3 separate regions of the Mus musculus genome follow, and regions 1 and 2 are each linked to region 3. The links are chromatin contacts, called in public HiChIP or PLAC-seq maps. All regions are on one chromosome and are shown on one strand. The core of a region is the stretch at or near the end of the contact, and the rest is flanking DNA. Distances in the headings are between cores, read along the strand shown. Region 1 overlaps Ttc39b (tetratricopeptide repeat domain 39B). Region 2 holds the start of Frem1 (Fras1 related extracellular matrix protein 1). Region 3 holds the start of Ccdc171 (coiled-coil domain containing 171).

Region 1 (4,397 bases), core at 1,480-3,979, 270 kb before region 3:
TGCAGAAGCAGAACACCAACATAACAAGACAGAGGCTCCTTTCTGAGTGAGAATCAATCACAGAATGCGAGATAAACGAAAAGTAACAAGAAACCAGGGACAGTCACTCAGCCGCTGTACAACCAACCCTTCAGCAGCTGATGAGCACCACTACAGGAGCCGGGATTCGTGGTGGGAGCACGGGGAAGGGGCGGAGCTTATGAGTACCTCTGCAGGAGCAAAGGTGGTGGGAGCACCGAGAAAGGGGTGGAGCTGCAGATCCTAACCCAGCCAAAGCACAGATACACGGAAGTAACCACAAGCAGACATGAGGGAGGAGGAGGAGTGGACACTTCTAAGAGGTTGGAGTTCAACTCCTCAGTTACAAAACAAAGTTTAAACCTAAAAAACCGGTCAAAACCCCACTTGGAAAACACATAGGGAGAAGAGTAGGTGCCTCCGTGATTCAATGTGACGTTACTGACATGGCGAGAATGCCGTCAACCCGCCTGGGTAATTAATGTACAGGGCTTCGGGGAACAGGACACTACCCTGACTCAGTTTTACGGAACCGAATCTAAGCTAACATGGGAAAAATACCACCACTATTACCACCTAAACAAACAAACAAACAAACAAACCTGGAGAAGTAACTTTCAAAATCAAGACTCTGAGACTGTTTTCTGCTGGCTTATCATCTCTACTCCCGCCCTCATCGGGACATAGTCATCATCGGGTCATAATGTAAAACCCATGCTTCTAACAGCATTGGGGCACACACGTGTACGTAAAGCGTGAAATGTAGGGCCTCATAATGACTCCTTAACTTCTAAAAACTGTTCTTTCCAGGTAGTGGCCAGCACTTGGGAGGCAGGGACAAGTGATCTTCACAAGTTCTAGCCCAGCCAGGGCTACACAGTGAGACCCTGTCTGGAAACCAACGTAAGAAAGGGGAAGGAGGGGGCAGGGGGGGGAGGGGACGGAAACAAATATCTTTTATTACCACTCTAAGCTTCAGTGCTAACACAGGCTGAGCAACATTTACCGTGCTCTGTACAGCGCTGGCAGGCTTCCTGCCCAACCCCAGTATTCAGCCAGACGGTTATTACCTGCACAAATGTGAGTGCTGCTTTCTGTAGGAGACACTCGGCGTAACAGATCTCAGCATGCATCTCCTCTATTAAAAACAAATACATTGATATTACTCTATTAAAAACAAATACATTGATATTAAGAAACAGTATTGTTTTAAAACATTCTGAAAATCGTGGAAGATAGATAAGCCCAAGAAAGACGCAAAAGCCGAGATGGCATCCATGCTTCCAGAGAAACAGGATGGCCTGTTCCTGGATAAGCCTGGATCGTGTGAATGGTTAAGGTCATCTTCACCTCCAGCTAACATTACCAGCAGAGAGAGGCTCGAGAAGAGGAGGAAACCGACTGTTTGTCTGAACAGGGTCTCACTTGGAGCCCAAGCAGTACTAGTTGTAGTCCAGACTGTCCTTCAACTCACGGCAATCCTCCTGCCTCAGCCTCTTGGTACTATAGGCATGAATCACCCCTGAACCCATGTGTGCTCACAAAAAGGAATTACCAGAGCCAGGCCAGCCCAGCGACATATGCACCACCCAACATGTCCTGGTGTCCTGGACAGTCTGCTGTATTTGCAGAGATCAGAGAGAGAGAGAATTTTATGTTTCTACATGAACAAAACCATCAGATTCCTATCTCCATGGAGTAGAGGACACCACGGGGCCTCTGCTGTCTGTGGAAATTGGTGTGTTATTTGAGCTTGGAGGGAAGATTCTGCTTCATGCTAGTACAGGGTACTGCTCAGGCCTGCCTTTCCTCTCTGCTGGTCTCCTCATTTATATGGTCCAGTAATAATGCTTCTACTTTGCAACCATGGATTAAATGAGTATTGCCTGTAGCGCTTATCAGACACGCGCGCGCGCACACAATCAGCCTTGATGAATGCTGGCAACTCTGACCATTATTGTTTTTGGCCCGAGTCTGTGCTTCTTGGTTAAGGTTCAGAAGGCGGCACAGGGCCTTTTTAATTCAAGTGCTGACGCAACAGGAGGCAATCTGCGTCACTGGGAACACTGCTGGCCAAACTAGATAAAATAGAGGTTTTCCTTCATTTACACACACATGGCCCACGGGCTCTCTCATACTGACTCAACTTAAATGTTCAATTTGTGAAAAGTACTATGCAGCTAAGTTCCTCAGAAACAGGCAGGGAGATGGGGTAGAAGACACCACCAGGACACGGTGTTGTCTGTGTGCATCCTGGCACTGCCACCAGTCACGATCCAGTCTCCAGGACGCCTTCCCTCAGAGTATGCCTCTGGGTTTTCAGGACCTTCACAGGAATGCCAACTAGCAGATGATTTTCACCACCTGACTAGCCGAGTCCTAGGTTATGCCCTTCCCTCGCCCAGCCTTTTGAGCAGGCTAAACAGATCTTGAGTGTGTGCCACAGTGGGCTTTCTGACCTAGGTGGAGTCGTCCTCCTTGCTGCACCTGCAACTTCCTACAGGAATTCAGAGGAATAGACTGCCCGCTGAGCTTACTTTGCAACATAATCCAGCTGAAACAAAAGATGGGTTTGGTGCTGCAGAATTAAACTTTGAGCCAAGCTCTGAACCTTTGACTTGGCTTCGCCCTTCTCTCATACCCGTCCTTTCATTTCCAGCCCCGCTTTCAGGTAAACCCAGTTCACCCATGGCCGCTGGACAGCTACACTGGGTAACTGCTACAAAGTGACAACCGCCTGGGGTTATCAATGCCAATGCCACCTTGAGAACAGATGACTGGCCTGGGGCAGGAGAGGGGAAGGGAAAGGTCAGCACTGGTTGAGGACCAGAAGATAGAAGGCAAGAAAGTGCAGGCGCCCTCCCAAAGGGGCAATGGGGAGCCTCTGGCTATAGCATGAGGTTCCTGAGGGGAGGGGAGGAGAAGGCAGCAGGCTGGCACAGGGGCAGTGCCGAAGGCTACAGTTGGCGGTGGGCTAAACAGCAGGTCCTCATCAAGGCCTGAGCAGAAGGGCGACTAAACCAAAGACAGACAGACTTTGGTATCCAATAATACAAAGGATATGAGACAAAGCAGGGAGAGTCTGGACTCTGTAATTCCCGTGTAAGTATTCTCCCTACCGACTCTCTTCCCACATTCCAAGCTCTGCACCTCACTTAAGCATCGCACTCTCTGAAATGAGCTGTTCAGCACCAGCCACCAGTCATGGGAGGAGAGGAGCAAGAGTGTTCCACACCAGGTCCATGAAAACCGCCATGGAGATACTCATTCCTGAACACAGAGAGAAACTGGACCATGCAAACAAAAATTACCAACAGGAAAACAAATCCTATACTAAAGCGACAGTGTGCTGCCGTGCCCTGTTGTTCTGGTTTGGTTTTTGCCAACCTATCATAAATTAGTTATCTAGAGAGAAGAAACTCAATGGGAGAAACTAACCTCCATCAGGCTGCCTATAGGCCAGTCTGCGGAGCATTTTCTTGATGGATGATTGGCCCAGCAGGTGGTCCTGGGTGGTTTTAGTTCCTGCCTCAGCTTCCCCTGATAAGGGACTGTAATGCATCCTCCCCATCTTGATTTTGGTCAGGGTGTTTGTCACACCAATTGAAAGCAAACTAAAACACCCTTCAAACTTAAAAGTCTGTTTAGGATGCCCTCAGAAGCAAAAACACTGGAAATAAGATGGAACTTCATGTATTTCGCTTTATTCCTTCACTGTGACTGATTTACACTGAGTAATTTCTTCACCAACATACACCTTAATTGTAAATTCCTTAGTCCATGAAAAAATTCATGGTGCACTCAAAAAGCTAGCTAAACATCCTTTTTGTACTAATCTAAAGATATTTATAGTTCAGAATAAGCTACAGACATGGGCCAGTTAATTTTTCAATATTTAGTGGAAAGTCCAGATTTCCTAACTTGCTCTGTTTAAAGGCAACAAGGGGAAACCAGAGCACAGCATCGCTGACTTTCCACACGTGATCCATCAGCCATGTAAGGTGTTTCCCAGCCCTCCACGGGAGAACATGGGGACAGCGGAAGAGCAGTGGTTTAGGAAAAGCAGACCAGTTCCCATGCTGCTCTGACAGCTGGATCACCTTGGCCTTTCTCTCTGTGGACATCAGTTAAACACAAAAGGGGGAGAGGGGGATAATGCTAAGGAATGCACCAAGAGGGTGCCTGGCACACAGAGAACACTTCAAAAAAAAATAGAGCATTAACATGTTTTAGAATTATTTATTCTCACACCAAAAATACCATGTCATTCCTCTTAAAACTAAGGTTTAAAACTCTCCAGTGTCACCTTCACACCACAAAGAAAAAGGGAAGCAGTCACCAATGGACCAGGGAAGGAGTCACATGGGGTTCCCAGGAAG
Region 2 (3,949 bases), core at 893-3,392, 470 kb before region 3:
GACAATGACCATGCCATTTATGTTGTTCATTTTGGAATGCTTCAGAGCAGGCGCTATGCCTGGCATGAGGAGCGAACAGGAAAGGGGCCTTGGTAAGCACACCCTGCTTACTTTCTACCATAAACATTAATAAATGCCATAAAATGCAGGGATAGGGTTGGAGGCTATGCTGGCTTTCATATGTTGTCACATGAAGGCTGCAGCATGCCACTTCATGTTCAGTCACTGAGAGTTGGCCTAAGACAAACTCAGTTTCTAGGAATAGGCTCCAGCACTCTTCCAAGAAACCCAGCTTCCTTCAGCCCAGCTTGCGTCACAGCCTCACAGTATCACAGCATCCCCAGGGGGTGAATAGCACCCCCAGAAGGAAAGTTTCCAAGACCACCCTAGCTTAGCTGTGAGGCTGCAGGCAGGCTGTACAGCCCAACACCTAAGAATGTGGTATCCCATGACCCACACACAAATCACTTCACTCATGGCAACGGAGAGGTAGACCAAGGGGAAAGGAGGTGAGAAATCTGGTTAGAAAGCCCGGGCTTGACAGGCAAGAACGCAAGTTTAGGTTGCACCCAAGGCCTGTTCAGCATCAGCTTAAGCTCAGGCTTAGTACTTGGACATGAAGTCTGATATTAACCAAGTGCCTGACAAGAACTTAACTGCCGGGAACAGTATGCAGAATGCTGACTCAAGTGCTGTGTCACCTATATCAGATTGACCTGACCAGAGGAGATTCCTGGCCCCATATTGAGTCTAAAAACCTTTGATGGTAGCAGTTAAAAATCTGTCTTCTCACCAAGTTTCAAAGAAGTCAGCCTCTCTCTCTCTCTCTCTCTCTCTCTCTCTCTCTCTCTCTCTCTCTCTCTCTCTCCTCCTAAGAAAGTGTTGCTATCTATGTTCCCCAAGCTAGCCTTGAACTTGTGATCCTCCTGCAGACGAATGACCCAACTAGCCTAGATCCTATCTTCATTAAGTTTTGAGGATCCAGAATGAAGAGTAAGTCCTTTTATCCCGTGGACAGGCACACGGAGATGCTAACAGGAAACTTCTCAAGCTTTGGAAGATCCAGGAAGGTCGTGATCTTGCAGAGCCGAAGCTTGAGGAGCAGCTGGGTCTCCCCTTGGGTCTGCAAAGCAGCCCTGAAAAGGTTAATCTCTCCAGCAACATTCCCTCCCACCCACAAACACTAACTAGCCCTGGAGATGCTCTAAGCTGTGTAACGTCCATCATTCATCAGCACCGAATGCTAGAGTAAACAAAACAAAACAGAACCCAGAAACTAAAGCTAAATGGCTTGAGAGCGATTTCTGTGACCCGAAAGGAAACTGCCCCCCAATTATTTACTTACTGCAACACTGAAGCCTCTGGACCACAGCTCAGCCTAAACACCAAGCGAACCTCAGAACAATGACTCTTTGCCTTTCCTCGCTACAAACCAAGGCTCACACTTTAAAACAGCGAATGTAATTAGGCCCTGCAAAGGTTCCCAGAGACCACCCATGCTCTAGATCTTTAGACCCTCGGGATATTATCTGTCCTGTTAATTTTACCTCTTCTCTTTTTGCCATTTCCTTTAGCTAAGAGAAAATAAATATTCTAACTTCAGGGAAATTTTCACAGAAATGTAAAGCGGTTATTCCCTTGATGAGTGCCCCTGCGGGTGGAATCAGAAGTTATGTGGAGGCAGGGAGGCCAATTCCATCCCTGGTATTTGGTTTGGTAACATGCAAGCGCCGGCCTTCTGAGTTAACAGATTTAAAGTTTTGCAAGCTGCCAGGCAGCCTTCTCTCACTGCCGCTCACAGCTGCCCACCTCTGGGACACTTTGCTAACAGAGCCTTCACAGCTGAGAGCCAACAACCGCGGGAAGCAGGTACTTACAGTTCCTGGTTTTCTTTCCGAGCCAAGGGCTGGCCACCCTTGGAAGTAGAGGGCTGGATGCTAACCTGGTAACAGCCTTAAAGAGTTGTCAGAGGAAGAGGAAGCTAAAACATCCCATCCAAGGAGGAGAGCTGAAATTCCAGTCGTTCTAGTCAGCTGAGTTTAGGCTTTGTTTGTGCTAAAAATCCTTTAACCCGCACAAACAAATAGGTAGAGAATTGGAGTTCCCAAACACACTGTTTGCAGGTCTCCTCCAATGCCGCTGTGGCGCTGAAAACTTAACTTCCCCAGTGCCAAGTTTCTGGACTCCCCCAGAGAAGGGCGTGTTAAGGAAGGCGTGGCAAGGATGCCTGCAACTGTTTGCAGGGAGCCCGACCTCCCTGGCGGGGAGCCTCAGCTCCCATCCCTTCTGCTGGTTGGTCAGCGGGGACAAAACTGAGCCTTTGTTAATAGGTCGGGTGCTTTCTTCCCAGCTTCCTTCCTCAGTATTAACACTGGCTGAGCTGAGGCAGTCTCTCCCGACAGCAGCACACACACACACACACACACACACACACACACACACACACACACACACACAGAGGCAGGGATTCACTCTGACACCCGTGCACAAAGCCTCTTGCTGCACGAACACGTACACACACCGACTCTGCAAACACACCTTTCCTTGCGCCCTTTTTTCATGGAAGCGGCCCCAGCTCCAAAAGGTCCATATTCACATTCAGAGGTCACACTCAGCTTTGAGAAGGGGTGGGGGAGGGGGCTGGCCCTCTTGAACTTTTCTCATACTCTTTAAAGGAAAAGACGCAAGAATGAATCTAGACTCTACGAGTCTAACTTGTAATAGAAACCACTTAGCTCTTCATTTATGAAGTATTTCATCTGTCTGTCAGTTCAGGTCTGCATCAAGAGATACCCTCTTGATAATGATTCTTTTGGCTAGTTGCTTAACAACTGTATAAGATACTGCTTCCCTCTATTTTATTTCTACCAGAAGGAAAAGCAGTCTCAAGCAGCCATCCTTGAGAAGTTGGAGCAGGACCTCGCTAGGGGAAACAGCATGAGGAGACTTGTTGAAAACTTAGCCCAAAGCGCAGGGGAATGCAAACCCAAAAGACTCAACACAAGGGGTGGTTTGAGGATGGGGGTAGGGAGACAAGAGAGGGTATGGGAAAGAACGGACACGAGGCACATGAGATATATGATCCACAAGGCAATCATGAACCGCGCTGTTTATTATGACAGAATAGATCGGTCCAATTCCACATGGATGTTCTGACAACACTACCAGTCTTCCCAAGTTGGGAAGCAGGGTAGAAAAGAAGGAGGAAATTACAGAGCAGAAGGGCAAGGGAGGGATAGGGAAGGCCAATAAAGAGGAAAAGAATTTTAAAATTTAGCAATTCTTTTGCTTTGTAAACCATGCTTTGTAGAGACTTCCTTAACGCAGGTGCAGCGCACACTTGGCAGGAAGTCGCTGAGATCCTTCAAGACGCCTTTGCTTCCACTGCAGTGCGGTGAGTGTGGGTGGGGAGAACTTGAGGAGTAAGCAGGCTCCTTATAATGAGCGCTAGCCAGGCACAGGCCTTTAATCCCAGCACTCGGGAGGCAGAGGCAGGCGAATTTCTGAGTTTGAGGCCAGCCTGGTCTACAGTGAGTACCAGGACAGCCAGGGCTACACAGAGAAACCCTGTCTCAGAAAAAAAAAAAAAGAAGAAGAAAGCCATAAGGTTAGCGCTATGAACAGACACAAGTACAATGCAAAAGCAAATACAAGGTAATAAATATAAACAAATCTAATATGAAATACAAATACAAAGTAGTAAACAAAAACAAGACAAAAACAAAATCAAAGCAATATACCTAAACACAATACAAAAAAAAAATACAAATACAAGGTAATAAACACAAATACAATACAAAAACATGGTAATAAACATGAACAAATACAAAACAATGCAAAATACCACGACAAATACACTGTAATAAACATAAATACAAAAACAAATGCAAGATAATAAACATGAAAAAATGCAAGCACAGAAACAAGGTAGCACACGTATGCTCACGGA
Region 3 (3,763 bases), core at 291-2,790:
GAGTAAATGAACTTTGTAAGGATTCATGTCAAGCAGCTTTTCTTTAAAAAGTGTACAATGTAATAGATCAGTTATGTTTGCAATGTAACACTCCCTTCTGTGATGTTCCTAAAACACGATGAGCTGATGTGTGTGTGTGGCCCATGATTTGTAACCCCAGTGTTCCGGAGGCTATGGCAGGGGATCCAGAATTTGGGGCCTGATTGGGCTACATAGGGAATTAAAAAACCCCACCCAGACAAAACCAAGAAAGCAAAACAACAACAAAATCACTTCCCTCCAAACAAAAATCTTTCAAATAACAAAACTAAGCCGTATACAATTTAAAAAAAAACTCTCATCTTCCAGGACTGTCAGGCCACACAGAGAAACCCATGGTGGTGGTGAATGTAATCTTATTTATTGTAATTCTCCATTTGATTCCTAAGTAGAGAGGGCTACTTTTGTTTCCTTCAGTTTGTTTTCGAAGCAGTTATCTCTTCTGGCTAAAGCCTTAAGAAGCAAGGAAAACCTTTTAAAAACCAAACAACTGACCTCAAACCAATTAAAGTTTCTCAGCAGTGCAAGAACCAAAGTTTTAATCTATTTGCTCTTAGGACTGTTAACTTTCCAGAGCGAGAGCAGGCGAGAACCCCAACACCTGGTTCAGGCTGATTACAACCAACCCCGGACAAGTTTAGCATAAAAGGCTCATTTTGTATGAACACTTGTGGAAAGAAGGTAGTGGCGGCAGGGATAAAAACCTTTCATCAAAATCCTGCCATTTCGCATTGTTCTTTAGGGAATAGGCTTTCAAAAGCCAAGGAACAAAAGAGGATTTGCTTTTCCAATCCTCTGAAGCGGCTACAGGGCGAACCAAAGCTCTTTATAAATTGTGGGCGAGGAGGGGGAGGGGCTGAAATCTAGCAGAGATGGAGCTCAAGGCGAGGCTCCAAGGCCTTATTTGCCAATGAATCCGGTTCTGCATTATTTGTAATCAAAGACGCTCAGCAGCATCAGAGCACCGACCTACATTCTATCCACCCAAGCCAAAATACAAAAGAAATCGATGGGAGGAGGAGACTGCAGGAGGAGGGCGCTGAGAGTCTGCCACCTGTGCCGAAGCCCAGGCACTCTCCCTGGGGACCCTGGCATCGGCCGCGGTCCTAGCGGGTTTCTCGGGCCGAGAGCCAGCTAAGAAGACGTTTACAGAGCAGGAACAGGCTGCTGCCCTTTTCCGAGGCTGGAAATGTGCACGCCACTCGGTTGCGGGAGTTCTGAAACAAGGAGAAGGCACAGCATGCCGGCGCTGGAGCGCGCATGGGGTGGAACGCGGCCCCGAGCCACCCGTGTGCTTTGCGCACGCGTACCCCACCCCTGGCGCATGCGCAATATACCCCGCCTGCCGCGGGAGCGCGCGCGGTTGCGGGCCGGCGCTTCTCTTCCAGCGCGAGCCCGCGTTCTCTGAGTACGCGCGTATCCTGGAGCTGGGGCTCGGGCGGCGGGCGGGACGCTGGGGACGCGGAGGCGAGGGGCGGGCCTGCCGGGGCGGGGCCAGGGAGGCGGAGAAAGTCGCGGCTGCCCAGAGCCTCGTCGCGTGTTCCGGGCCCCCGGAAGTGGCCGTTGTAAACTTCACCTCGTAGACTTTCTCCATCCTGGCCCTAGAGTCCATCGGCTTTCCCCAGTTGTCACTCTTTCTCCTGAGAGTTGCCTGACCTCCCACTCACCCCGAGACCTGAAGCTGCCTGGGGGTCGTGGGTGTGCAGGCTGGACCACGCGAGTCCGAGGTAACTGCGGGCTGTGGGTGCAATGGTGACTGGCGCCCGGGACCGGGAGGTGCTGAGAGGAGACTGGGCTTGCAGAGAGGACCCGGCTGAGGGCTGCTAGCTGGTGCTGACACGCCTCCAGCTCAGCCTCCAGCCTCCAGCCTCCAGCTCAATGGCCAGGGCTCTCCGCCCACCTTGAGGAAGCCGAGCATCTTCGCTGTACTCCGAGGACCGGTGGGGACTAGAGTCCTCGGAGCTCTTTGGGATCAGTACCCAAGGATCACTTTTTTTTTTTTCGTGTTTTACCTTCATTTTATTTAAATGCCTACCACACTTTAGGCACCCTACAAACGTTTGATAAGCAAAACAATGAGTTATGCAACTTCTGCCTACCACCCACCTTGGGACTTAGAAAAGTCAGCTGTGAGTTTAAAGCTGAATTTTGCGTACAAGCACACACCCCCCCCCCTTTGACTTTTTAATCATTTACGATATTCATATTAATCAAATACATAACTTAGAGACGATATCAAACAGCTTCTAAGATTTTGCACGTTGATGTTTTATACTTTTCCTAGTATTGGAGAAATGAAACTACCGTTTTGTTATTTGTATTTATCAGTGCTTAGTAACGACCAAACTGTGATAGAGCCGGAAATGCAATCCTTTCCAGTTAAAGGCAGAGGAATGCAGGCAGTGCAGCGGGATTCTAGGGAAAGTGAAGGCGGCTGTTTTAGCTTGGAGCTTGTGTGTAAATCCTGGCTCAGCCATTTATTAGCTGTGACAGGCAAATCACCTGTCGCCTGGACCTTAGGTTCTTTATGTCAAATAAGCAGAGTGGGCTTAGTCTTTCAGGCTCCGTTTACTTTTTGTTTGTTTGAGTTTCTTTGTCTTAGGCGTGTTTTATGGACAGAATCACACATCTCCTTCACCTCTCTTCTTTTTTCAGAGATGGGATGAAAGGTGGTTGAGACTGAACAAGAATCATGGGCACAAAAGTGTTCTGCTATTTGAGCTGCACTCAGCTCTGAAGTGCCCCCTTGCCAAATGAACCGTGTAACTGCTGATAGTCCCACACAGGTGTCACGACTAATGAATGCAAAGCTGCATAGACAAAAAAAAAAAAAAAAAAAAAGTGGATTTAGTGTTAGGGAATCAAGCCCTTTCCTCTCGATGAGTAAAGAAAAAAAAAAATAGCATTTGGTTAGACACCCAAACTGAGAAGGTAGTGGAAGTGCTGTGACACAGGTTGCATTCCTTTCATCTTTAAACAAGAGCGGAAAGGGTCGAGGGGCTGACTTAAATAGTTGATGAAACCTGATGCTTGTTGGTGAGTTGGTGTTCATCAGTTTAAAGGGGCGGGGGTGGGGTGGGGGTGGGCAGGAGAAGCTAGGCTGTGCGCCCAGAGAGGCATAGGCGGTTCCAGATAAGCATGTTTTCTTGGTACAGAATCATTAGAAGTCATCAAGATGTGAGTATGACTTTTAATTCTTGTAGTGAGTATCTTGGTACAAATCATTCAATCTCTGGGAAACCCAGTTTTCCCGTCTGTGAAATGGGCAAATAGTCTCTGGAGATTAAGGGATGGATGGTGGGATCAAGCATGCGTAGTTAGTTGCGTGTGTGGCACATAGTAAGTGTTCCATACTGGGCCCTGACTCTTCATCCAGCCCCTTTCTCTCTGAGCTGTGTGACTGAGAGGTGAGCATGCGGCGAAGGGACAGAAGAGGGCTTGAAGGGTAGGAAAACTCGTGCTAAGATGGCCAATGAGTCGGAAAAGGCTGGGGTGATGCACCCACTTTGCTTTTGCAAAATGTGGGGTAAAATTTGTTCTTTAAGGAAAGTTTTTTTTTTTCCTTTTTTTTCCTTTTTATTCAGTCTCAGTAGAGACTGTCAAAAATTGCCAATGCCGACTTTATTTCAAGTCATCATGGCAGGGTATTGGGAAAAGTTTTCAATTAGCAATAATTGCGCCTCGGATAAACCTCATGGACTACAATACAGCCAATTCGCAAAGC

Evidence for each region. HiChIP or PLAC-seq counts read pairs in DNA pulled down with a chosen protein or histone mark.
Region 1: an H3K27ac HiChIP or PLAC-seq map of embryonic stem cells shows a contact between it and region 3, with 8 read pairs. The contact joins the enhancer-like site here to the promoter of Ccdc171 in region 3. A contact is called at or near these places in 2 of 39 promoter capture datasets (the C10 cell line and hippocampal neurons), 1 of 15 datasets of contacts at CTCF or cohesin (the NIH/3T3 cell line), 9 of 484 Hi-C or Micro-C datasets (the HPC-7 cell line, Sertoli cells, Th1 cells and 4 more), 12 of 115 datasets of contacts at active chromatin or transcription factors (bone marrow-derived macrophages, embryonic stem cells, heart atrium and 2 more) and 3 of 9 other capture datasets (adipose tissue, liver and pancreatic islet).
Region 2: an H3K27ac HiChIP or PLAC-seq map of embryonic stem cells shows a contact between it and region 3, with 5 times the contacts expected there. The contact joins the promoter of Frem1 here to the promoter of Ccdc171 in region 3. A contact is called at or near these places in 1 of 39 promoter capture datasets (cranial neural crest) and 1 of 115 datasets of contacts at active chromatin or transcription factors (embryonic stem cells).

The regions. Positions count from the first base shown.
Region 1 is chr4:83,254,957-83,259,353 of GRCm38.p6, forward strand. Ttc39b (tetratricopeptide repeat domain 39B) reads right to left here. Exons shown (of 20, transcript NM_027238.2): 7 at 1,089-1,156. Among named protein-coding and RNA genes, the nearest start is that of Gm42307, 27 kb to the right of the region's middle. Within about 2 kb of position 2,730, at least 26 of the 459 cell types and tissues checked have an H3K27ac peak or open chromatin away from gene starts, as enhancers often do. A contact at or near this core is called in embryonic stem cells and liver, where this site is marked.
Region 2 is chr4:83,050,024-83,053,972 of GRCm38.p6, forward strand. It overlaps Frem1 (Fras1 related extracellular matrix protein 1), which reads right to left and starts at 2,143. Exons shown (of 37, transcript NM_001198811.2): 1 at 1,878-2,143.
Region 3 is chr4:83,524,005-83,527,767 of GRCm38.p6, forward strand. It overlaps Ccdc171 (coiled-coil domain containing 171), which reads left to right and starts at 1,541. Exons shown (of 26, transcript NM_001355378.1): 1 at 1,541-1,766. Gm25899 (a small nuclear RNA gene) reads right to left here; the gene lies at 3,624-3,763.